2 separate regions of the Danio rerio genome follow, and region 2 is linked to region 1. A link is a contact called in public Micro-C data. All regions are on one chromosome and are shown on one strand. Each heading gives the region's core, a stretch centred on a gene start, on an enhancer-like site or on the middle of the called end of the contact. The rest is flanking DNA. Distances are from core to core; before and after follow the strand shown. Region 1 overlaps tpst1 (tyrosylprotein sulfotransferase 1). Region 2 holds the start of ulk2 (unc-51 like autophagy activating kinase 2).

What was found. A called contact is a pair of places that touch in the nucleus more often than the background predicts.
Region 2: a Micro-C map of caudal fin shows a contact between it and region 1, with 6 times the contacts expected there. The contact joins the promoter of ulk2 here to the enhancer-like site in region 1. A contact is called at or near these places in 4 of 18 Hi-C or Micro-C datasets (caudal fin, embryo, hematopoietic stem cells and 1 more) and 2 of 4 datasets of contacts at active chromatin or transcription factors (caudal fin and embryo).

What each region holds. Positions count from the first base shown.
Region 1 is chr15:23,159,815-23,166,909 of GRCz12tu, forward strand. It overlaps tpst1 (tyrosylprotein sulfotransferase 1), which reads right to left. Exons shown (of 5, transcript NM_131403.1): 4 at 1,757-1,822. The coding sequence ends at 1,787. Among named protein-coding and RNA genes, the nearest start is that of tpst1, 77 kb to the right of the region's middle. Within about 2 kb of position 3,682, at least 15 of the 62 cell types and tissues checked have an H3K27ac peak or open chromatin away from gene starts, as enhancers often do. A contact at or near this core is called in caudal fin, where this site is marked.
Region 2 is chr15:23,306,595-23,313,495 of GRCz12tu, forward strand. ulk2 (unc-51 like autophagy activating kinase 2) reads left to right here and starts at 4,326. Exons shown (of 27, transcript XM_002664615.7): 1 at 4,326-5,361. The coding sequence starts at 5,272. aldh3a2a (aldehyde dehydrogenase 3 family, member A2a) reads right to left here and starts at 452. Exons shown (of 11, transcript NM_212649.1): 1 at 422-452.

The DNA.
Region 1 (7,095 bases), core at 2,432-4,931:
TCACTCTTGTGTATTACTCCGCCCATGTAAACTCACTACGTCACCTAGAATTATAAGGTTCTATCTGACATTTTTGTCAAAATTGAGTTAGTGACATATTCTTAATAAATGACAACTTATTTACATTATGGGTTTTTTTTATAAGTTGTTTACATTTTAAGTATTTTTTTTTTTTGCACATACTGTTTGCTATGTAGGGAATGCAAAAACATTGAAGCAGAATATCTCAAAATCATTCTAAACGCAGATAGAACCTTATAATTCCAAAGTGACGAAATATTGCAGCTGTTGGACAACAGAATGTGCTTTTGAGGCTTTTTTAGGCACAAATGTTGTTGTAAGATTGCAACTATGCAGTTTATTTATAAGGATAGTGCCTATTTTAAATATTTATAATTTCGGATATCAGTGACCATAGCGACCACGACAGTGGTCATACTGAGCAGAGCAAAGATGATTGTGCAAAAAGCTGGCAACAGAGACCACATAATAATCCTTCAGGGAGAAAAACTCCAGTTTTTTGTAGTGCTGCATTTATGCCACAGTAATCTGCCAGTGTTTGCTTTCCCTTGTTAATTATTGTGACCTCCTAAAAGAGAAATACTGGGATATCTCTGTATAGACTGGTGGCATTACATCATGTTCAGCCTAATAATCTTAAAATGTGAGCAAACATCACCTGTTTTGTCATCACTTTGGATATTATTCTAGAGAATCTTTCAAATACTAGCTCTAAAGTGACGTTAGTGTATGAGTGATGGCGCTGTTTTGACTGCCAGCTGCAGATTTGAATGAATGGTGGAAGAAAGTAGTTCCTGATACAAAAAGGTTTGATTTTCTTTTTCATATACATGTTTATGCCATCGGACTCTTGTATAAACACAAAATCCCACTCGTAGCAGAGTGATATAGCTGTATATCGTCACTGGTGGTACTGTGGCCTCGTGCAAACACACGCCCTCTTACCAGTGCCGATATACAGGCATATCGCACAGCTACTCATATTTAGTATATCACTGTTTATTTGAAACTAGATTATTTAAATTTATATTCCCATACCATCTTAAAAAAAAGTTCTATTGGCTATAGAACAAAACACTGTTTTCCAATGACTAATTACCTTAACTTGCCTAGTTAACCTAATTAACATAGTTAATTTACTTTAAATTGCACTTTAAGCTCAATACTAGTATTTCGCAAAATAACTATTATTACAATATTGTCATCATGGCAAAGACAAAAGAAATGAGTTATTAGAAGTTACTTATTAAGACTATTTTATTTTGAACTGCGCTCATTAAACAGCTCTTGGGAAATATTTTAAATGCATTAAAATTTCATAGAAGGGCTAATATATATTTAGCACCATGTAATATAATATTTTTTATATCATATATGTTAATGTATATATAAATTACTAATTTAAAAAATATGTAAAATGCTTAAATATGATCAGGAGCATTGTTGCTAATTGCTGTTAAAGTTATCATTGTACATATGGGTGTGTTTAATTGCTTGTCATAACAATGATAACGTATAATACATATGTATACACAGTATTATTGATAAAACCATAATAATAATAATATCTAATATTATCACCACATTATAATAATATTGCTGAAAGCAATTTTTCATGCTTTTCTTAGAACATCCCATGTTCTATCAATTGCAGTATGCAAGTTAATTCAAATCACTTTATCTGTGGTAGAAAAAAGGGAAGCAAAGTCTTCTAGCAAATATGATAAAAACTCACTTCTACTGATAAAGCCCTCGTCCTCTTCTCTTAACTTGGGTTTGGCTTTTCTGGAGACTTCTGAAGCTGTGATAAAAGAAACATCTGTTACACATGTGTCCAGCACACAATGCTGTATAAAGTGCAAATAAACCCTTTTCAGTGGCTGTCAAGCATTCATTGTTAGTTCACAAAATACTTTCCAATTCCCGTTTACACTCTAAAAATGTGAAAATATGAATAAACCAAGTTTTCCCAGTGTCAGCGAAGCCACAGAAGGACAATTCTGGATTCCTTAAAGAACCGCTCAGTCAACGGTTTGACAAAGAACCAAACAATTTCATAATCTAAAGAACCATTTTCCACAATAAAAGCATTCTGTGGATTTAAAATGTTGTTCAGATTTTAAAGGTTTTTCATAGAAACATTGATACTAGGACATGAAACTAGGACTGCACAATATATTGTTTCAGCATTGGTATCCCAATGTGTGCATTCACAACATTTCCATCCCAGGATCTGTAATGTTGAGTTGGGATTATAGTTGTTCAGTGATAAAGACTCTACAGTGTTATTTTACATTACATGTGATTGTTCAATTTAGGCATGGGTCGATATCTGTTTTTAAAGTATACCATGGTTTGGAAAAGTCAAGGTTTTAAACCCACCAACATTTTCTGATTTTGTTTTCTGTCATTTTCTTACCGTTCAAATGTGTACAACCTTTTATTTACTTTGTTGTTGTTGTTGTTATTTTTAGGACAACAGTGTCTCTAGCAGAAAAGATATCCAAAGTTGTCATTTAAATTATAAAAAAAAATAATAATTGTGTTTTTGAAACTAATGAAGAGAGCAGAAGTCAATGATTCATTTGAATTATTTAGCCTGACATGTTTACTGCTCCAAAATGTTTTAAATGTTTCTCAAAGTAAAATATATTGTGTTTAAAGGGAAAAAAGTTTTTTTATTTTTACCCAGACAATTAAAAAGAATATATTTTAGAGCAGTAATAACAATTAGGCAAACGCGTGAAACCATGATATTTTTATCTAAGGTTATCATACCGTCAGAATCTTATACCAGCCCATGCCTAGTTCAGTTGCTGTACCTGAATATTTGACTACTGCTTGATTCTTCGGAAAACTGCTCCATCTTGTTTATTTATGCTTGCGAATTTGTTTGATTCACTACTACACCAGATTAGACATCAGTCTAATTAGTTCAGTCAATCTAAATTGATGTTTTCATTTCAAATAGAGCTTTTCAAATAATCTGCAGAAATAGTACTAATATCGCTATATATATATATTGAAGTAAAATACAACATTGTTATGTCTGATTTTTTTCATTATCATGCAGCCCTAAATAATACCAATGAAGTCTTGTTTGTGTTTATTTAACCTCTATTTCTCTTAAGAGCTTCTTCAGTCTGTTGGCTACAAAAAAAGATATCCTGAACAATGTTAGTAAGCAGTGACTGAAGCAGTAAGTACAAAGCATAGCATAATGGAGGAAATACTATGGGAGTCAATTGCAATCAATGGTTGCCAACATTCGTCAAGATATCTTCTTTTGTGTTCAACAGAAGAATGGGAAAAAAACACCAGTTTGGAGATCAAGGTAATTTAATTCCTTTATGAAAAATCCCTTAAAATGTCTCAGCAACACCATTTAATTAATTTTAGATGACCAAAAAATGATCCTCTTACCTTAGTAAACTCTTTTAGAACTAAATGAAATGACTAAAATAGTGACAGTAAAATATTTTCACAGTATAAAGGTTATTATTATTGTGTTTCCAACCACTTTCAACATGAAATCCGGTGTGTTCCGCCTTATTTATGTTTATTTCAGATTATTTTGAGCTTTAAAAAGAAAAAAGAAAAAAAAAAGAATCATTAAAAGCATCTACATGATCTTTCCAGAAGGGGGCGCTACACACCTTCTAACCAGCAGAACACACTGCGACTATTGCGAGTGGAAAATGAGGCCACAGATCTACATATACAGTGATTAGATCGGGAATTGAAAACATGAGATCAGAGGAGAAAACCGCAGGACACCTGATCAATTAACCAGTGTTACGATCAGAAATGACGTGAACAGCAATAAAATCAGAGTGAGAGCAAGCAGATGGAGATCTCAAATTGCTACCATTTTATTTTGGCTATAGATGAGACGAAAAAAGGAAGAACAAAATAAAGACAAAGCCATTAATGAAGAGCTTATAGGGACAGGCAGAATATCTACCATACCTGTGTCTGTTCTTTAAGAAAATCAGGTAGCTGAAATTCACCCCTAAAGACCTGGAAAAACAGAGAGCTCATTTTAGAGGCTACAGTATATAAACACCATCTTTCACAGTTCAGTCCTCAAATTCGACACTTTTTTTGTGTATCCGCTTGCTTGTTGGAAAAACATCCCTCTCATCGGCATCAATACAAACAGGTTTTATATGCCTCCAGAAGGCCGTAATGGGCAAATGAAAAGTCTGCTGTTGAACGGATAACAGAGTCCTCTTATGTGAGCCACTGGAGGAGGATATTGTGTGTCAATTCCCAGGGTGTCTAACTACACAAACTTCACAAGCTCTATACTGGGATGAAAGAAAGAGTGAATGAAAAAAGCCAGTCAGAACGAAAGCTGGAATCAGAAGCACCACAGTCTTCAATTAAGACACATCCAGCTGATCTCATTTCCTGCCTCTCTGAGTTTAGCAAATGAGGAGTGAATATCTGTGTGTGCCACAGGAAAGAAGCGCTGACCTGAGCGCAAATGCCAGACAACTTGGCCATGGAGCGATTGTTCAAAAGACTTTTCCGCTGTGGAAGGTCTAGACTGTCAGAAATCTGAAGCTTGCGCTCTTCACTTCAGTGCTGTCGGTCACAGGAGCTCTATTTCCTAGAAACATTTCACTTGTGATGGAGCCAAAAACTACATTCAGGAGAGGCAGAGCTCTTAAAAGATGATCAGTGCTGAACTGCCTTTCCTCACACATAAAATCAGATCAATCGAATTGTAATTACAGATGGACAGAATTTAATCCTACAGTATGTGAAATTTCTGGCATAAAACTCTACTGAGAGGTCACCTAATCTGCTCCTGCGTCATTAACTACATGGCGCAGGAGATTGGTTGCTGTCACCTCGGCAGCCAATGAGCTTGCTCCTCATCAGCTTACAAGCTCTGTGTCATTCTACAGCGTTTAAGCTGCGGCATACTATTGAAGACCCTCCTTCACCCCAGCTCCACCTGTGTTAAGATCTGCTAATATAGGGGTTATTTCTATATTATTTATATATATAATGTTTGCAGTAGCAGTGTGTTATATTCTCAGATAAGATGTCTTTGTATAAACTAGCAGAAGAAGGTATTGATACTTGCTCTGCCATAATAATCAAAGCAGAAGAAGCGTAACAGATCTATACCACCAAGACCAAGACCATCAACATTTCCATTAACATATTCATACTAAATGCCGAGTGTTCATGAAAAAAAGACAGAAAAGAGTCTGATTCATATGAATGTGACTCTAACAAATCATTCTTGTGAAACAGTATAGTCTGGTTCATGACTTATAAATGAAGCAAAAGCAGTTTTTCATAATTTTGTGATTCATGTTTTAATATTTCCATTCATTTGTTCTTTTAAATTGCATTATGGGGCCTTGATCTTTCTTCCAGCAACTTTAAACCTTGAAAAGTTTGAAAAAGTGAATTTTATTAACATTTTTAATAGTTTAAAGTGATATATTGTGTGGTTTGGAGCTGTAAATTACAGTACAAAAACTTTGCCAGTACAATTTTTTTTACAGATTTATTTATATTACTACTTATATATTATATCATTTCAAACAACTAAAATGTCAATAAAATTCAGTGTCATAACTCTACAAAAGTGTAGAGTTGATTTTCAACATCTAAGGCTAAGTTATACTTCTGCGTCGAGTGATTGCCGTGACCCATGGCACCTGCCTTGCGTGAACCATTGCATTTATACATCTGAATGCTGTTTGTGTTGCTTTGCAACAACATTTCCGACACGCAAGCTGGCAGTAGGTTATTTTATGTTCCTCTGTGTTGAGTTTCTTCATGGGTGTTTTGTTTTTTTCTGAACCCTACCTTATTGTACAATTAGGTAAAACTCCCTCATTCAGAGGTGGGAACCGACAGACGAGCAACAACTTTAATCATAGGGTAAACACAAAACACAAAAGTTTCCATCTGAAGCTCCTTCATGGGACTCGACACTTGTAAACACTCGCTCCATTGGGCTCGTGGCTCTCAGCACCGCTCACACTTGTCACCAATACCAAGCCAACCAATCACAGAGCTTTTTTAGAGGTGAGCATCAGCATTGGCATCAGCCATGGCGAGTGCTATGCAACCGTGCAAACCGTGCCGCACCATATGTGTGTAATTAACGCAGAAGTATAAATCAGCTTAAGCAGACAGAGCAGAGATAAAACTCCCATAATGCAATTCACAACCGTAAATATATATGGAAACTGTTAATTAACTTTTTCTTTACATGATCAGTGTAGTCCAATAATAAATTAGGCTAATCAAAAAAAAAAAAATACATACCACATAATCACAGTAGAATTAATAATAAATAATCTAATGTTTAGTGAATCAGTTATTCTTAAGGAATCAAATAACAAAGCACAACCTTCTGTATGTAGTCTTATTAATGAAAAATGTTTTGTATTATACTGTACGACTGTAGTCTGATTAACATTAACTTATTTTAAAGTAATAAAAAACAAACAGCAAAGTGTAATCTGATTCACGAACAAATAAATCTTATGAAGCAGTTGCTTTTGATGAACCAAAAACGAACTGCATAATCAGTGTGACAAATGACTCTCACAAATAAGCTATTTTAGTGATTCAAAAACAGACATTGTAGTCTGATTCACAAATAGATGACTCTTAGGAACCAGTTACTTTTAGTGAATCAGGAAAAAAACTACACTATCAGTCTAATCTATTTAATACATAAAGGAATCTTAAGAGCCTGTTATTTTACGTGAATATTAAATACCACATGATCCCTGTAATCTGAATCCCAAATACTTGACTTTAAAATAAATCTTAACAGACAACTGCAACCAGCAACTTCAACTCAACTGCTTTATGTATGACTTGAGATTTTGTAATCAGTGTAGTCTTGCACATGCCATTTTGTGGGAGTGTTTGGATTTCTTGAGTAGAGGGACGGAGAGTGAATCTGACTCTCTCCTAAAATCACAGCCAGCTCAACCATGGGATATGGCCATTCCGCAGGACTCCAGACCCAATTAATGAGTGGAGTCTCCGGGCTGCTGGTTTAGGAGAGCTGCTCTCACTGGTGGGTCA
Region 2 (6,901 bases), core at 3,076-5,575, 150 kb after region 1:
TGTTTTTTAAGATAACTACAAGTAAACACAATTTAGGTTTGTGTCTATGTTTCATCTCCAAACAGAAGGTAAAATTGTACAAATAAGTAAATTAAATAAAAAAGAACCAAAATAAGAACAAAAAGGCAGAAAAATGCGAGGTAAAAATACTTTGCATTTCCTTTACATTACATTTACATGTATGTGCTGGAGATGTGATTACAACACTTTTCAGTGAAGTAAGAGTTCCGTAAAGTTTAGTTTAGTGGTCACACAGTAAGCTCACTTTGATTGTAATTTCTGTGCGCATAGCATTCGTAATATCTGACGACTGAAACCTTCAACCCGAACCGTATCATAAGGATAACAGTAAGGCTGTGAATTAATGTGCAATGCTGCTGCTGAATATACAATTTATTTTACTCTAAACGAGAGAGGTTACCTGAACGCTGAGATATGAACATTAACCTCACATCATCTGCGTCATGCTCACTTAAAAATCTTGGGAAGATCCTTTAAACGCAAACATTTCCTCCAGCAGAGGCGCTTGGAGGATCAGAAGGCTGAATTCTCCAGTGATACAATTCACATTTGAGGGCGTTTTGTGTTTGGCTGCAGGTATATGTACTCTAAAATGTATCATCGTTTAAATACAAGCATTAAAAATAACTGTGGTGCATGAAAGAAAACTGCAACAATGACTCAATTAATTTTATAAAACTATTAAATCCCCCTCTTTACCTACTAACCACAAACGACATTGATTGGTCCTTTCAGCTATTCTGTCATGCACCGCTGAAAAACGTAACAGGTGTCACGCGATAAAACTGGTCCAGCAGCGCTTTGAACAATAGTTTACACTTGAAAATTACATTGAGAATTCTTAATAGCCTTCAATATATTTATTTCAAATGTACTGTGAAGAGTAAAATTATATCTTGAAAAGAACATTAATATATTTCTTACTCTCTCGCCTCCTTGTGACTATAGCAGGTTGCCATTCTACTTACTTTTCTTCTTCTTCTTCTTCGTGGTTTTATGGCGAGTAGCGAACCAACTTTAAAGGTGCATATCGCCACCTTCTGTGATGGAGTAACTTACTTTTCTTTCGTCACTCTTCCTCTTATTTTTTTTTTGTCTTATTTCAGACGCTGCACACCATTACAGCGCCATCTACTGTTGATCTGTTACATGTAGTCTCTTACAAGAACAGTTGGGTCAATGCGGTCAATGTTTATCAGTGTGATGTTCACAAGTTTCTATGAATATATTTGATATGATCCTCTGTTATTCTGGCCTCATGGTCAGGGAAAATATTATAATTAATAATAATAATAATAATTATAAGCTGGGTCAGTTGATGTTTCTGTGTGGAGTTTGCATGTTCTCCCTGTGTTGGCGTGGGTTTCCTCCAAGTGCTTGTTTCCCTCACAATTTGAAAGACGTGAACAGGTGAACTGGGTAAGCTAAAATTGTCCGTAGTGTATGTGAATGAGTGTGTATGGATGTTTCCCAGTGATGGGCATCCGCTGTGTAAAACATGCTGGATAAGTTGGCGGTTCATTCTGCAGTGGCAACCCCAGCTTAATAAAGCAATTAAAAGATAATAGAATGAATAATAGAAAGAGATTGAATAATAATACATTTTATTGTATCTAGTAGCAGCTTTTTTTCTCATTAAATAACTATTGTACTTTTTATTAAGTATTTTTTTTATTTAGAATGTCTTTTTTTATTGTTATTTTTCTGAATGTGTCTATAGAGTAATAACATTTTAATTAAATTGTAATATATTTTTAATTAATTATTTTTTCAATTAACATTTGTTATTTTAGTTTTATTGTACAAGTTTTAATGACTGTTTAACCTAAAAATATTTGGTTTTCTGTGAACTGATTGTGAATGAATAAATGGCCAAACAACTGTGGTTTTGAAAAGCAGTGTTTTTGTGGGCTGGGCCTAAATGTGACCCTAGTGTGACACTGGAGAAGGTCTCATCTCTCCTCTCTGTCTGCAGTCTCAGCCCCATAAATCTTTTAGTTTGATGTCTCACGTGGCCCTTCATATGGACAAGTCGCATGTGAAATGCATGTTGAGACAGAGACGTGTTCCCCCAGCATGTGATGTTTTGGTGATTACAGCAGTCATGTGTATTGAAACATGTTTCACACCATTGTTCTTCTATCAAAATTTGCAGTCAAAACTTACAATGCATGATAGACGATGCAGTGCAAACATTTTTTTATACTAAGTATTTTTGTCTTGTTTTCCAGTATAAAAAATCAATTATGGCCAGTGGTTTTACTAACAAATTACAAACATTTAAACTACTGTAATTGAGTAGTTTTCTCTGAAATTGTACTTTACTAAGTAGTTTTTAAAAAGTGTACTTCTACTTTCCCTTGAGTACATTTTTAGTGCTGTATCGTACTTTTACTCCACTACTTTTCTTCAATCTAGCCACTGCTTTATTTTTTCCTGTCTATGGGGATTAGAAAAATCAGCCCTGTGATTCTTGTCCAATCAAATCAAAAGTAAATCACATCATACTAAACTTCCAGACATGGGTGATTTATAAATGCAACAAACTGCTAGGAAGCATTAAAAGTGTTTAAGATCTTTACACGCACTGACCCAGAGACTGTTTACTGATGAGAAGATGACAGAATGTTTACTGCATGATGACCGAAATGTCTTTAAACAAAAACTAAATGCACTACAGAATGTTACGTTCACACACATATGCATAAATTACATGTAAATGCATCAGCTTTTTACCACCACTGATATGTCTATTATCAATTGAATCAAAATGAGTGTACATTTTTTCTATATGTAATGTTTTTTAATTTGATGATTTTGTTATAGTAAGTTATATTCATTCATGCTTCATTCATTCATTATATTAATTAATTCATGCTTAAAATCCATTTACAACCTTTTAACAAATTTTTATAAAAAGTGCACAAAATATTGTTTTAAATTTTTAAGTAAAATATTAATTTTCATATTCTTTCGGCTTATTCCCTTTATTAATCATGGGTCACCACAGCGGAATGAACCGCCAACCTATCCAGCATATGTTTTTACGCAGCGGATAGCCTTCCAGCTGCAACCCAGTACTGGGAAACACCCATCTCATTCACACCTATTACACTGCAGTTTAGTTTTTTCAAGTCACCTATAGTGCATGTATTCAAGTCTTTGGACTATAAATGGGGAAACTGGAGCACCCGGAGGAAAGCCACATGAACAAGGGGAGAACATTCAAACTCCACACAGAAATGCCTTTTTTTTCAAGCCCAAATATTTAATCCAAAAAACTAATCGTAGACTCAGCAACTGCGTTTGTCAATATTTTAACCAAATTTGGGGTTGAAAAACTGCATTTTTTAGAGTGTTGTAATCTGACACTTGAATACAAATAGTTATTATCATGCTAAACAAAGGAAAAATGTCAATGGAGTAAGAACTTAATTCAAAGAAAAACTAAATTAATTGTATACCACATTTACATACGAAGAGTTAGATGCAAAAAATCTTTAAGTGCCTCCTGAAAATTTCACCTAAAATTCTTCTTCTTCTCAGACTACTATTTAGTTGAGTAATTTCCCTTTTATGTCAATTAATATGTTATTTTCATTGCCCATAATGTGAAATTAGTCAACATAAATATAGGAGTCTCGGAAAAATGCTCATTTTAGAGGAAAATTTCAAATGGCACTTAGAGGTTTTTGCATCTGAGGTTTTTGCATCTGAACTCAAACTTCATATATTTTTCAGGTTTTAAGCATGTAGAAATGTTTAGAATGTTTTATGCAAAAAAAAAAAAACTCTTTTTGTTGTAGTGAGTGTTTTGCCAGCAGAGGATGCTCTTCGTTGTCAAATTGTAAACAACATTGTTTTTTTTAATGTTCGTAACAAGAGTCGCCGACAGGGGGAGCACTATGACCTGTCAGATATGTTTTTGTACTGTTAAAGATAAATTAGCATTATAGTCTATCATAGTGTGATTATCATCACTTTGTGTATTTGTTCAGCATTATGAACGTTTAAAGTCCATGTATTGTTTTATCTTATTCGTTCATTTCTTTAAAATATTCAACTACAGTCTTGATCTCTCTTTAAAACTATATACTGACTTTTTAACGTACACATTTCACGTTTGCACTACGTCCTAGAGATGTTCTTCTCACGTGTATATACTCGGATTTCGTGCAGCCCTTAGCCAGGCTTTGTTTTGCAAGCCTGAGACCTATTTTTCACGGCGGAGGGCGTCGCACTCGTGTGCGCGGAGGAACACGATATGATGGTCTCGTTCTCCTGCGAGAGGAGAGCTCTTCTGTCATTGTAATGCTGCAACTGTGCGATCAAGATCAAATTCCTCTCCGAACGAACAGAAGATAAAACGATAAACTCCGTTCACATAACGGATCGTGCTTTTAACGTCTTTTTTACGCTTTTGTTAAAAGCGAAGCACTGATGTTTTTCTGCATTGTCCCTCGATATCGAAAGCAGGACAGACGGGTGAACTGAAGAAATGGTGTATTGTTACCCAGCACTCATATGGATCTGAAGGAGATAATCTTATTTTTGCAGATGGACAGATGACTATTACATTAAACGCATCGGGGAACGGTGCTCTGGATCGCTTGTTTTGTAAACTAACCTGCTAGAATTTTAGCGACGCGTTTTGACTGTGTAAAATAGATGTGGGAGCACTTCTAGACATTATTTATTGAGATTTAACGTTACCTGCTGTGTTGTCATTATAAACATTGCTGTATTGTCGCTTGCTGGCTGTCATTGTAGCCAGCTCGCGATGGGCAACTCAGTGACCCGCCGCGCAGTTATTGACTTAACGAGGCACTGTTACAGCACGAGAGTGAGGGCGTTTGCAACCTCTTTCTTTCCTTTTAAACTGAACTGACAACATGTAGCTCGGAAACTATACATCTTAGTTGGATTAATAGCTATTTCATCAAGCTATTTTGCGAAATGCCTTGTTAACTGGAGTCAGAGAGCGACAACGAAAATAGTTATGCGCATCTAGCATCTAACGTTAGTCACTTAAACTTCACACTTAGCTTTGTTTTGATTCTTGATTGTCAGCCAGACGGTTATAAATAAACTCTCAAGTATACTATATAGTCTCTAGCATTGATAATTTGGGGATGACAGTGTTCTTGAACAGACTGTCGCCAGGATTACAGAGAGTTTGAGGAACTTGTCCCTATAGCAGCCTCTCCATCTCAAGCTGTTGTGTATCATCACCGGACACCTGCCAAAAATATGGAGACGGTGGGAGATTTTGAATACAGCCGAAAAGACCTCATCGGACACGGAGCCTTTGCGGTCGTCTTCAAGGGAAGACATAAAAAGGTAAATAAGCACTCGTCTTATATTCACAGCAAGTCTGGGCCATGCTCGTTGAATCCCCATGGGTATAAATGTCATATTAATTACATTGATGTAATTTAATTTAATAGGGATGAATATAGATTTGTTTAATTTATGCATTGCGTTTTTTGCACGTCGTCTTGTGTGAGATGTCGTGCTCATCGCAGTGATTATAAACCGTGGGTTGTTTTTTATGTAACGTGTGCTTGAATAGGTCACATACTGCTGGAGTCATTCATTCATAAAACAGCCTGCGTGAATAAGCTGTCTGACGTCAATACGACTGACCGGTCTACTTTGGGCGGAGGGACGCACATTTTGCTCTTATTTTTGCATCAGGACTAAAGCTGTTTTAGCGTTATATGTTTGTTTACCATATTTTAACTGTTGTTGCATCCAGTGTTTTGAAAGCATCGCCAGACATGACTGTTGTATTGAAATGAAATGAATATATTTCGTTGATCATTTTTATAATGGGACTTTATGCCACTTAATTATATGTGTGCAGCGGTTATAATCCATTTATAACACGTTTTCTTGGATATATCTGAAATATAATGTACAACTTCTGCTGTCATAAATCTTGGAAGTTTATTTTTATGCATTGCAAATTGCATGAAATACTGTTTTCAGATTTAATATGCAATATTCATTGTACAATATATGTTAAACTCAAAATCTGTATGACAATCAAAGCCATAAAACTAAACAAAATGTGTTTTTAATCACAGGTAAAACAGAAAATAAAATAAAACGAGTTTTTAGTATTTTTTTTTTTATTGTGCATAGTACCCAATGTACACATGTAGAAATACTTAATGCATTGAGATGTTTTGACACATTTTGCTCTTATTTTTGTGGTTTATTTTTATATTGACTTGCATACACAAAACACACTGACTGATTTAAAGACATAGTTTTAGCATCACAGCTACTGTTTTAACATTATATGTTAATTACCTTATAGTAACTATAGTTGCATCCAATGTTTTGAAAGCATCACCAGACATGACTGTTATATTGCAATTGCACTAAATTATATTTATGCAGTAGTTATGAGCCATTTATAAAATATTTTCTTGCTTAGATCTAAAATATAATGTCCAACTTCTGCTGTGATAAATATATAATGTGTTGGACAACGGATTGAAAAAGTTCAAGCTTATTTTTTTTGGCAAATTGCATGAAATGGTGATGTAATATGCAATACTTATTGTACAATATATGTCAAACTCTAAATCTGCATGACATTCAAAGCCATAAATCTAAACAATATGTGTTTTAAATCACAGGTAAAAAAAAAAAAAAACTTAAATGTGTTTTCAGTGTTTTTTTGGGCACAGTACCCAACATGTCCTCTGGTTGAAATAAATTTTCAATGCAGACTGATTGCAAACAACAAAAGCATGACTATATTTACACATACAATATATTAATGTACATATTTTTTCTAATGTTCATGTGATAGATTCCAAAAACATTGCCAAGTTTCAAATCATTGTGATAAAGTAATAAATAATAA